Regions from separate parts of the Mus musculus genome. Here regions 1 and 3 are each linked to region 2. A link is a contact called in public Hi-C and HiChIP or PLAC-seq data. All regions are on one chromosome and are shown on one strand. Each heading gives the region's core, a stretch centred on a gene start, on an enhancer-like site or on the middle of the called end of the contact. The rest is flanking DNA. Distances are from core to core; before and after follow the strand shown.

Evidence for each region. Hi-C and Micro-C count contacts between places; a contact is called where the count stands out from the background. HiChIP or PLAC-seq counts read pairs in DNA pulled down with a chosen protein or histone mark.
Region 1: a contact with region 2 is called in a Hi-C map of B cells, with 7 read pairs. The contact joins the promoter of Dnaja1 here to the promoter of Ccl27a in region 2. A contact is called at or near these places in 2 of 39 promoter capture datasets (both in liver) and 1 of 484 Hi-C or Micro-C datasets (B cells).
Region 3: an H3K4me3 HiChIP or PLAC-seq map of stem cell-derived neural progenitor cells shows a contact between it and region 2, with 7 times the contacts expected there. The contact joins the promoter of Phf24 here to the promoter of Ccl27a in region 2. A contact is called at or near these places in 1 of 39 promoter capture datasets (embryonic stem cells), 2 of 115 datasets of contacts at active chromatin or transcription factors (embryonic stem cells and stem cell-derived neural progenitor cells) and 1 of 9 other capture datasets (liver).

The regions. Positions count from the first base shown.
Region 1 is chr4:40,720,472-40,724,155 of GRCm38.p6, reverse strand. Dnaja1 (DnaJ heat shock protein family (Hsp40) member A1) reads right to left here and starts at 1,688. Exons shown (of 9, transcript NM_008298.6): 1 at 1,523-1,688; 2 at 312-453; 3 at 6-183. The coding sequence starts at 443. Gm6297 (predicted gene 6297) reads left to right here and starts at 1,315. Exons shown (of 3, transcript NR_077226.1): 1 at 1,315-1,524; 2 at 2,489-2,662; 3 at 2,762-3,684. Mir207 (microRNA 207) reads right to left here and starts at 1,239; the gene lies at 1,161-1,239. It also overlaps a transcript of Aptx not described here.
Region 2 is chr4:41,772,452-41,776,176 of GRCm38.p6, reverse strand. Ccl27a (chemokine (C-C motif) ligand 27A) reads left to right here and starts at 2,001. Exons shown (of 4, transcript NM_001164044.2): 1 at 2,001-2,077; 2 at 2,374-2,441; 3 at 2,653-2,712; 4 at 2,827-2,991. The coding sequence starts at 2,395. The coding sequence ends at 2,983.
Region 3 is chr4:42,915,034-42,918,567 of GRCm38.p6, reverse strand. Phf24 (PHD finger protein 24) reads right to left here and starts at 1,325. Exons shown (of 9, transcript NM_001346526.1): 1 at 1,154-1,325.

The sequences.
Region 1 (3,684 bases), core at 439-2,938, 1.1 Mb after region 2:
CTTACCTCTCCTTTCTCTTTGCATTCTTCCTCCTCCTCCAAAGAACATATCAAAGATATCCATGGGTGAGCCAAAACCACCACCTGCTCCGCCCTCTTTAATCGCCTGCTCCCCTCCTTTATCATATAGTTCCCTTTTTTTGGAATCAGCAAGAACTTCATAAGCTTGAGAAATCTGTTTAAACTGTTTCAGAAAAGGACATCCCATTAGAAACAACTGTTACAAAGCACAGCTACGGTAGACTTTAAGGCACGAACAGAAAGATACACACACTGCAACACTGCTGCTGAGCTGTTTGCCTGTGCCCTTACCTTTTCCCCTTCATTTGGATTCTTATCAGGGTGGTACTTCAAGGCCAATTTTCTATATGCCTTTTTCAATTCTTCCTGGGTGGCATTGGGTTTTACCCCCAAAACATCGTAGTAAGTGGTTTCTTTCACCATTTTTTACAGCCTGAAACCAGAAAATGGTAATTTTAAACCAGCTTTAAACTTTTGTAGAAAAGATCCAACTGCTTCTGCCTCCTGAGCACTGGGATCAAAGGTGTGCGCCACGACTGGCTCTTAACGGGTAGTCTTTAACTACCAGAGCTAAAGCAATCTGTTCTTTTGCATTTATTTCATACTAATACAGCCTTCCCTACGCGTCTTAAAAGGTAAAAAAAAATTCCTGATATGATTCAGCTGTAAACTCGAACAGATTAAAATATAGATTTCAGGGAACGCGAAGGAAAGCCTCTCTCGCAGCTGGTTCAGACTCTACTGCACTAACACATGAATTATTTGGCTTCTTCCGGTTTCCTTTCCCCAGAGGTTTTGCTAGTAACCCACAGCAGCACTGATAGGTTCCGTCCACTGGTTAGTACATTACCGCTGCCTTTGTACATCTGATAAAGGCCATACCCTCGCCGGAAAGCGACACTGGACTCCCGGGGGTGGAGGAGTGGCTTAGGAGACCGGCTCCAGGGAGCAGGTGCCCGGGCCCCGTCGCCATCCTGCTCCTGCTCGCTCGCAGCTTACCCACTCTCGCCCCGCAGGCCTGGAAGCTGGCTCGCCCTCTGGGTTTCCCGGGCCCCCCGGCGCCGACCGTTAAGGCTTCCTTCCTTTCTCCCTCCCACCCTGATCGAAAAGGCGGAGGGGGGGGGGAGGTCGAACCTCAACAAAGAGAGGGAGGAGAGCCAGGAGAAGCGCAAGCCGCAGCCTCCGCCCGGCTCCTCCCGCAGCCCCTCACCCCTGCCTTGCTCCGCGCGTGCGCAGCGCTGCCCACCCGGCCCGGGCGGCGGAGCGCGGGGGTACGCAGCAAGGAGCATGAGGCGGGAGGCCAATTGGCTTGGGCCTTGGACCTCCTCGAGGCGTGCGGGCGGGCAGGGCGCCGGGCATTCCCGGCAGCCTTCCGAAGCCCGAGGCCGGCTCAAGGAACCCGCAGTCCCCGCCCACGCGGGACCAACCGCCTCCGGCTGCGCCTTCCCCGGCTGTCTGGGGTCCAGACCGCACGCCGCGACCGAGGGAGGCCGGAGACTCACCGGTGAGCGGGCCGGCGCCGGAGAGCGGAAAGGAGCGGAGCACAGCGCAGCTCAGCCACACGCTGCTCCTCCACCACCCACCGAGCGTTCTGGAAAGTTCCGCCCGGCCCGCCGCAGCCGACCTCTTTTGTAGCCGAGCCCCGGCGCGTCACTTGCCGGAAGTCCCGCCCCTCGCCGCTGCCACCGCCCCTCGGTTACCTGGGCAACGGCGCGGGGGCGGGAAGTGGCTGCGCCCAAGGGCCTTGTGGGGGTGGACTCAAGCCCGGGTTCCCGAGCCTCGTAGAATTTTCTAGAGGCTTTTTTTCTTATTGCGAGGAACCAGAGTGCGGAAGTCTTGAGGTGGAGAGGTCATGTCCCAGAGCCCGTAAGCCGGGGACGAGTGCTTCAGGCGTTGTGCGCGCTGTGCTGAAGGGGATTGGTGGAACCCAGCCCTGGCTGCGAGTCTGATTTTCTGCAGCTCCAGCTCCTTAGCTCTGAGCCTTGCGGGCAAGAAATGCTGAGCAAGGCGGGCCTACTCCCTAAACCAGCCTCGCAGGCTTTGGTTTCACCCAAGCGCACTTATGTCAGAGCTTTTTGGACGAGCCTGGCCCAGGCTTCAGATCCTTTTGGCTCTGACGACTTGGGCGGAGGGAATCTGGGACTTCACCAAACAGGAAAACATTTAGAATGCCTCATGCTAACGGAGGGTCATGGTCTTCCACCCAGTTTGGCCGCAGAGGAGCGGCCAAAAGCAAAATTAATTGCTTTAGCTTATTGTTTTAATTCTCTGACCGTTTTTATTTCCAGTTGGTGACTCAAAAATCTATAGTTGGCAAAGTTGAATCTTAAGCTTTCAAAGGACAGAGTGAATGTTTTTCTTATTCACTAACACAATAGATACATCAAAGAAGTGGAGGTGTAAGCTTGAAAGAGTTCACATATTTTAAAGATTTATTTTGAATCCTCTGTGTGTGTGTGTGTGTGTAGGTGCCCAAGGAAGCCAGAGGCATGGAGTCTTAAGTCTGGCTTCAAATTCTGAAATCTCCTGTCTCTGAGCAGTTGTGAAGGGTGGTACATGCTCTTAACCGCGGGGCCTCTTGCTTGGACTTTCGTTGGAAGTGGAACAAGCTAAAAACTTATAAGAGAAATCACAAAATACAGGTCAGCAGGTGAACAAGAAGCAGTTAAGCACACTTCCTAATGGAAGTGCAGAGTGTGGGATGAGATTCTTTAAATGTTCGTTTTATTGTGTGTTTCTAGGCTTGTGGACCATTGTAGTTCTCTCGTACCTTTGCACGGGCAACTCAAGTCTTCAGTGCGTTACCAGCTGAGCGGCTGTCTCAGTGCTTTATGGAGATCACAGGTAATTGGATGTAGCCAGAGCTAAGGGAGCTGGAAAGGCTGTCTTCAAACCTACCCAAAGACATCTTTAGCTCGTGGTCTTAAAAACCTCCGGATTTTGGGATTTCTACCTTGAGCTGTCCTGCCTCTCCACCGTTACTGCTTTCACTAAACTCTGTTGTGGTCACTAAAGCTACGCCACTTCCCTTACAGACTTTTTGATGATGTGCTGTGGTTTTGGTTGAGAAACATCTTTTCTCAGCTTACGTGTTACCCTCTCAGATATCACATCTATCAATAGGTTACGTCTTTAAAGCAGGGGCTCTTTACCTTCCTAACGCTGCGACCCTTTATTACAGCTCCTCATGTTGTGGTGTCCCCCAACCATAAAATTATTTTCATTGCTTCTTCATAACTGCAATGTTGTTACTGCTGTGAATTGTAATATAAATATGTGCCAAAGGTTTTCCGAAGGGATCAAAACCCACAGGTTTGAGAACTACTGCTTTAAGCCAACACTTTTGAGTAAAATATCTACTATGCCAGGCATACTCTAGGCCTTGCCAATACAAAACTCTTGTAAGCCATGGCCCCTACTCTCAAGGAACTTAACTCGTAATGAGATTAAAAACCAGAATTAAAAACAAAAAACCAAACCAAAACCATCCAACCAACCAACCAAAATTGCAGGACTAGGCTGATAAAGTCTGCCTTTAATCCCAGCACTCTGAAGGCAGAGGTAGGCAGATCTCTAATATAGAGGCCAGGCCAGTCTACATAGCAGGTTCCAGGGCAGCCAAAGCTACAGAGTAAGAAAGACCCTGTCTCAAAACAAATCAAAC
Region 2 (3,725 bases), core at 752-3,251:
GTCCATCAGATTATATATCCCAAGGCTGAGAAACAAAAAACAGCCTAGCATCCCACAGTAGGCCTTGCATCTCACAGTAGGCCCAGTGTCCCATAGTAGGCCTGGCATCTCACAGTAGGCCTGGCATCTCACAGTAGGCCTAGCGTCCCACAGTAGGCCTAGCATCCCACAGTAGGCCCAGTGTCCCACAGTAGGCCCAGTGTCTCACAGGAGGCCTGACATCCCACAGTAGGCCCAGTGTCCCACAGTAGACCCAGTGTCCCACAGAAGGCCTGGCATCTCACAGTAGGCCTAGAATCCCACAGTAGGCCTGGCATCTCACAGTAGGCCCAGTGTCCCACAGTAGGCCTGGCATCCACAGTGGGCCTAGTGTCCCATAGTAGGCTACCTAAGCGACTCCCACTCTGAGCTTTCTGGAGTCTTCTTCTCCACGTGCCCTTGGATTATGGATTCTCACTCACCCTCTCACTTGTTCCCAAGCACAGCCACAGGACATGCTAGCAAGGAGTTATCTTGAGACAAGCAGACCAGAACCAGGAAAGCCTCCCATGCTATGGCACGGCAGATCCCATCACCTCAGTATAAAATTCAGAGTGGCTTCCCTTCTTGGACCTCTCAACTGCCATGGAATCTGAGAAGTGACTTCCTCTACCCTTGCCCCGCCCCTGTGATTGTGCCCCCAGAATATGAGGGGCAGTATCTTCCCTCCTCCTCCAACCCTCACAGATCTCAGAACCATAGGTCTCTTTTCTGTTGCTGTCATAAAACACTGACAGAGTGACTTAAGGGAGAAAGGGGTCTACTTTTACCTCACAGCTCACAGCAGTCTGTCACAGCAGGAACGTGAAGGCAGAGGGATGTTGCTCTTCACCCTGACTCCCAACCTTGAGAATGGCAATTTTTAAAGAAAATATATTTTATTTTTAATTATGAGGGGGTACATGCACATGAGGGTTAGTGCCCTTGGCAGCCAGAGGCGTCAGCTCCTCCTGGAGCTAGAGTTACAGGTGGTTGTGAGCAACCAATGTGGGTGCTGGGAACCAAATTCTGGCCCTCTACAAGAAGCTAAGCCATCTTTCCCACCATACCTCTTACTCAAACTCCTGACTGCTGTGGTTGTCAGAACTGAAACCAAGCAAGAATTAATGCTGCTACTAAGAAGTCTAAAAGGGAGCTGGAGAGATGGCTCAGCGGTTAAGAGCATTGACTGCTCTTCCAGAGGTCCTGAGTTCAATCCCCAGCAACCACATGGTGGTTCACAACCATTTGTAATGGGATCTGATGCCCTTTTCTGGTGTGTCAGCTACAATGTACTCATATACAAAAAAAAAAAAAAAAAAAAAAAAAAGTTTAAAAGGGACCCTCCCCCTCAAACCAGGAAGACAATGGGGAATCCACCCGATGAATAATCTTGTTAACCAGCTTACTGCATTCATTTCTGACAGCTCCACCCCAAAGTTAGCCTCAGGCTTCATAGGTTTAAGAGGTGTCTTCACAATTGTTCCACTCTAGATGTCCGTACATGGTGTGAAAAAAAAATTAGATGATTTGGCCAAGGCCACTGAGCTAAGACATTTCCATACCTTAGCCTGCTCTAGGCTGTGTTCTCGCTGCTGGCCTATTCCTTCTGGTCTGAGGTCATTCAAGAACTGGGCAAGGAAGAAAAACAATTGGCAAGGTAAAAGCCAGGCAAGTGGGGGCACTGGGGAGAGAGGCACAGTGAAGATGATTCCCAAAGCACTTTTACTGCTGTCTCCAATCAAGGTCACAGTCTACCAACCTGCCTAACTCTAAAATCTGGCTCCATCCCAGAAAAGAGGGTCCTGCGTGTCTGGCATCTTAATAAACACAGACTATGCCCCTTAAGCAACAAAAATACAGTGCCACTTTTTAACGTTACATTTTGATCCCACCTCCTCTGACGAAAACCTGGTTCCTCCCCTTCCGGGTGATACGCAAGCCCCACCCATAGAATGCGAAGGTATCCCTGTGATGTAATTGTTAACGGTCCGTTTCCGGGGCGGAGCCAGGGAGGGCGGGGAGTTTAGGCTGTGCCGACCCCTGAGCCCCCCTTCAGGTGACTCCAGCCCCTCAAAATCTCCATCCAGGGCCTAAATGTCCCAGCTCCCCTGCCGCTAGACCTCCCTCTTTGGTGACTCCAAGTTCGGGTCCCTAGATAACCCTCCTCCTAACGCTTTAACTTCTAGTGATTTCCATAGCATCCATCCCATCCTGTCCCGATGTGACAATTGGCTTCCGGGGGTGGGGGCCACCTGCCTCAGTGTACCTGAGGACTATTCAGACTCGTCCTGGAAATGATGGCGAAGGGGACTTGCGACTGGGAATAAGTGTTCCTATCATGCTGTTCCACAGGAACCGTTCGGAGCCCCGGACATGTCGCGATTGAGGAGATACGAGGTGGCGCTGGAAGCGGAGGAGGAGTGAGTGGAGGCGGGAGAAGCGGAGGAGGGATGTGAGGCCGGGGGTGGGGGGAAGGTGAACGTCCCGGGGCGGGCAGAGCGGGCCCTCGAGGGGCGTGGGCTGCTGCTGTCCAGCCCTTGGGGGCGGGGCTTTCTGGAGGGCTCGGTTCCAGAGGTGAGGTCTGTGGGTCAGCCCCGCCCCTCCCGGTCCGGCTCTGCCTTGTCTTTGCAGGATCTACTGGGGCTGCTTCTACTTTTTTCCTTGGCTGCGAATGTGGCGCAGGGAGCGGAGGTGAGGGGGCTGCGATCTCGTGGGGGCATGAACGAGGTTCAGTGTCGGTGGACGGATGTGGGGGAGTCCAGGCGCCCCTGCCCCGCCTCATGTCATTGTCGGGTCGCCCTACAGCTCGGCGCACCCCCGGGAGCAGAAGCTGGAGCCTCTGCGGGGCCTAATGAGCTGTTTGTCGAGCGGCCTGAGGCCTGCTCCCCAGCGCTCGGGTCGTGGTCTCCTCTGTCGCACCCCCACCGCTGCTGCACAGACAGCCGGTGCATTAAAGATTTAAAGTCACGCCCACTGCCTCCCTGACTTTAGCGCCGCAGCCGCCTTTGGTGCTGGGAATCCCACTCCACACCTGCTGTTTGTTAACCCACAGGGCATCCCTCCCTGGTAGGAAGCCTTTGCATGTGTAGGACTCCATTGCTCCTAAGGGTCAGGCTTGTAATTACTATCAGTGACTGGCTCTCTGCCACGCCCTCCCCAAAAGCACCCACACTGAGAGTAGGCCACATCTTTCCCCCACTTATCAGTGTTCCCACAACTTCAGCTGTTACCACCTAACTCTAGCCATAACTTTGCCAGATGTCTGGAGAATCCTCTTTTCCTGGGAGTGGATATAAAACATTTTAGCCAAAGTTGAGGAGTCTGCTGTCAGTGAGAGGAAGGACCAGTTTCTAGAAGCTGTCTCCAGCAGTGTACCCCAGGAGAGTGACAAGGGTTGAGGGTCCAAGGTCCTTTCTATAGTTAAAACCCCAAACTGGCTCCCCCAATCTGATCCCAATTTTTTGTTTTTGTATTTAATTTTTTAAGTGTGTGTGTGTTTGTAATGTGTGTGTGTGCCCACCACAATGCATGTGCATGCAGAGATCAGAGGATATGACCCTTTGTGAGGGTTTTTTCATCCATATGGCTTCCCGGGATGGAATTCAGGGTTTCAGGCTTGGCACCATGGCCATCCTGCCAGCCCCATCACCGTTTTAAAAAGTCCTTGGTATCAGCAAGAACTAGCAGTTTGCTAAGAATCCTGC
Region 3 (3,534 bases), core at 76-2,575, 1.1 Mb before region 2:
TGCTACCAACAAAGGAAGCCATACATTGAAATCAGGGGATTAAGTGGATAACTGCTCCAATGGCCGCATGCTCTGATAAGCTGCCCCCCTCCCTTCAAGTATCACCTCTGCGGAGCATATGCTACGGCAAAGCTCCACGCTTGACCCTTCAGCACAACTTAGTAACAAACAGCCTCTCTTTCTTCTGTCCCTCCTTGACACTTTTCTCTGAGTTAAATGTGAAGAACAGACTTTGTCATTTGTGATCTCGGGCAAAGTACTAAGCCTGCGTCACAAATACCTAATGTTTAAATGGGGGCAATTTGATGAAGCTGTTGTTAAGTATTATGTAAGATGTTTAAACAGATCTAGCACGGTGCCTGGCACACTAGTTCTCAAGAATGCTTCCCTCCCGCTTAGTCCTTCCTCCAGAAACTTGGTCTTAGTGTTTCTGGATAGTCAAGCTCACAGGCTCAGATATCTTATCTTTGATTTGGAGGCCTCACTGATCTTGGTACCCCTTGGGCCCTGTGCTCTTACAAGCAGTTCCAGTCTCCCTGAAAGTCCAGCGTGAAGCCAACCGGGCTGTCATTCAGAAGAGACACTCTACTGGGGCAGTGTGAGAAATGGAATGAACAAAGGCCACAGCCCCATAGAGTCCCCACTCCTTTCCACTATGTTGAGGGGGACAAATGAGGGCACACTGAGTCCCTCAGGAGGTCAGTGCCAAAGTCCTTGGAGCTATGATGCCACAAATGGATCCCATTTCTCCAGCCAAAGGTTCTTTCTTGGCATCTCTAGGGGCACAGGCTGAGATCACCTGAGGTTCACCAATACCACTGAGAAAGTCCCTGAGGTTCCCAGATGTTCTCCCACGGAGCCAAGTCCAGAGACTACGCTGATGCCACTCCACTTACACAGAAGGCCCCCCTGGGGGCCTGGGGAGGGTGCCTCCACACTGGGGCTGTGCAAGGCACAAAGTGCAGAGCGCCCTGGGCGTCTCCCTCCATGCCCGTCCCACGGACGCTCTCGGGGTAGAGGCGGCGGTCACTGGCGTGCATCCACTTGCACAGGGGCCCCGTGGGGGCGGCTCCCGCACCAGGATCCGAGTCCGGGACCGCAGACCCGCCCCTCGGGGTGACGGCGGGGTCCCACCGCCCCCGCCCTCGCTTACCGGGACAGTCCGCGTGCGGGACGCGGGTCCGAGGCCGGCGGACTCTACGCCGCGGGCCCGCGCTGCCCACGGCCGCTCCAGAGCCGACGTGCTGGGCCGAGCACCGGGAGCGGGCGGCGCGGGCGGCACGACAGGCTGAGGCGGCGGCAGCGGTGGCGCGCGCCCTGAGCACGCCCACCCGCTGCGCGTGCACCCGCGCGAGGCGCCCTCGGCCGGCCCGTGGGCGCGCGCCGCCCCACCCTCCGGAGCCTCAGGCGCGGTCCGCGCAGCCGGCTCGGCCGCGGGCGTGGGGCGCGGTGGGAGCGCGGGCGCGCGGTCCGGGTGCCAGGGGGCGCCCGCACGAGCAGCCGGCAATGCGGCGCGGGGACTGCGCCAGCCCGGCCGCCCGCGGCAAGGTCAGCCCGCCCCGGGAGCTGGCCCCGGGTCGGCGCTGCAGGGGCTGCGGGGACTCTCCCACTCGCACACACCCAGAGCAGAGTAGGGTCTGTGTGGATGCTGCCACCAGCAGCTGCCCGGGGTGAGAAGAACTCAGCCAGGCGACTCTGTCGCACCACCCAGGTCTCAGGGCTCACCGAGGGCACTTACCTTCTTCAGGTTCCCACTGAGCTCGGGAGTGGCCAGGAACCTTCACAAAGACCTTGGCTGCTCCATCCTGCCCTGTGCGCTTTGTCGGAGGCTATTGGTCTTCCATCTCCAGCAGCAGCAGCAGAGCTGTACTGTCATGTAACCCACTTTTCCTGCAGCAGCCTCAGCCTTCGGACTAGCCAAACAGCCAGCTTGTCAGGCGGCCAGTGTTTCTGAGAACTATAACGCGCATTGCAACAAACTCCAGGCTTTGAAGAGGGCAAGAAAAAGACCAAGTAATAAAATATCTAGAACTAGTTGTAGGAAAGTAATGGACGATGTGTACACATGCCCAGAACCCTCTTATCTAAATTACATCTATTTTGTGTCTATCAAACACATGTCACATCATTTTTTGAGCATCTAGTATCCCTCTACCCTACCCCCCTTTCCAGGTGGTATAGGAGATAATTTGTCCTCTAAGTAGAATTTACATAAATTTGGAACTATATATTATTATCACCATCAAATTAATATTAAAAATGCCAAGTGTAAAGGTACTATTTTAAAGACCTTAAATGTCACTCACTGTGCAGCTGCAGCTGGTCAGTAGTTGACTGGGGAGCTCAGGTTGGCCTCCAACTCCAGGCAGCCCTCCTGCCTTGGCCTCCCAGAGGGCTGGCATTCCAGGCCTGAGCTACCACAGTGGGTCAAGGCATTATGTCTTGGAGGAGTCACACTGAGGCACAGAGGTTAAACAGCTTGCCTAAAGTAGCAAGCTCCTATGTCATGGAGATGAGATTGAAATCCAGGTGCTCTGATATCAGAACCCAAACTGCCACTGCAGACTGAGAAGCCGCTACAAAATTGTGTTAACAAGAGCCACCATATTTTCCCCCTTGTGAGACTAATATTGAAGAGCAGACTGAGATTTCTATGTAGTCCGATGTACTTACCTTTAGAATCATAATGGACCAACAATTTCAGACAGGGACCTAAAGACCGTCTTGAGTGTTCTATTTCTAGGCTATTTGATGGGCCTGTATGGAAGAGAAGGCTATAATATCCCCTATAGAGGTGTTTGTTGGCTAATTCCTTCTTTCATTCAAAAATATGTGTTGTGTGTCAGCCATCCATTGAACAAACAAAAACCAAGGTGGTCAGAGTCCTGTTAAGGAGCTGCACTATGAGCCATGGACCACGAGGGTCTCGCTCTAATAACCAGTATAACCATGGACCACGAGGGTCTCGCTCTAATAACCAGTAGAACCATAATCCCTGCCACAGCCACATATCTGAACACTGCCGTCCCGTCCAGTCTCCTCTTAACACTCATCCTAGCGACTCAGTCCCTGACACCTCGGGTTTGGTCTGCCTGTGGTAGACATGCCTGAAATCACAGCACTGGGAAGTGGGCAGCAGGAAGATCAGGAGTTTAAAGTCGTTCTAAGACATTTGGTGTTTCGAGCCGTTCCAACCTACTGCAGATGATTTCAAATCACCCCAGAGGTGACGTTTTGCAGTGCATATAATTTGCTTTGATTACTTCACCTCCAATTCTCTCTAAACAATCACTTCCTAAATAATCACTCCTCAACTTCTATGTTTACCCCTCCCCCCCCCCCCCAAGAATCTAGATTCTATGTATAAGATGCTTGTTTTTCTGAGTCTGGTTGTTTCACTCCACACAGTGAAATCTAGCTCTATACCCATCTACCTGAAGATGACACATTTAGTTTTTTATTGCTAAGTAAAACCCTGTTATGTATATAAACTATATGATCTTCTCCATTCCTCTGCTATGTTGATGGCTATGA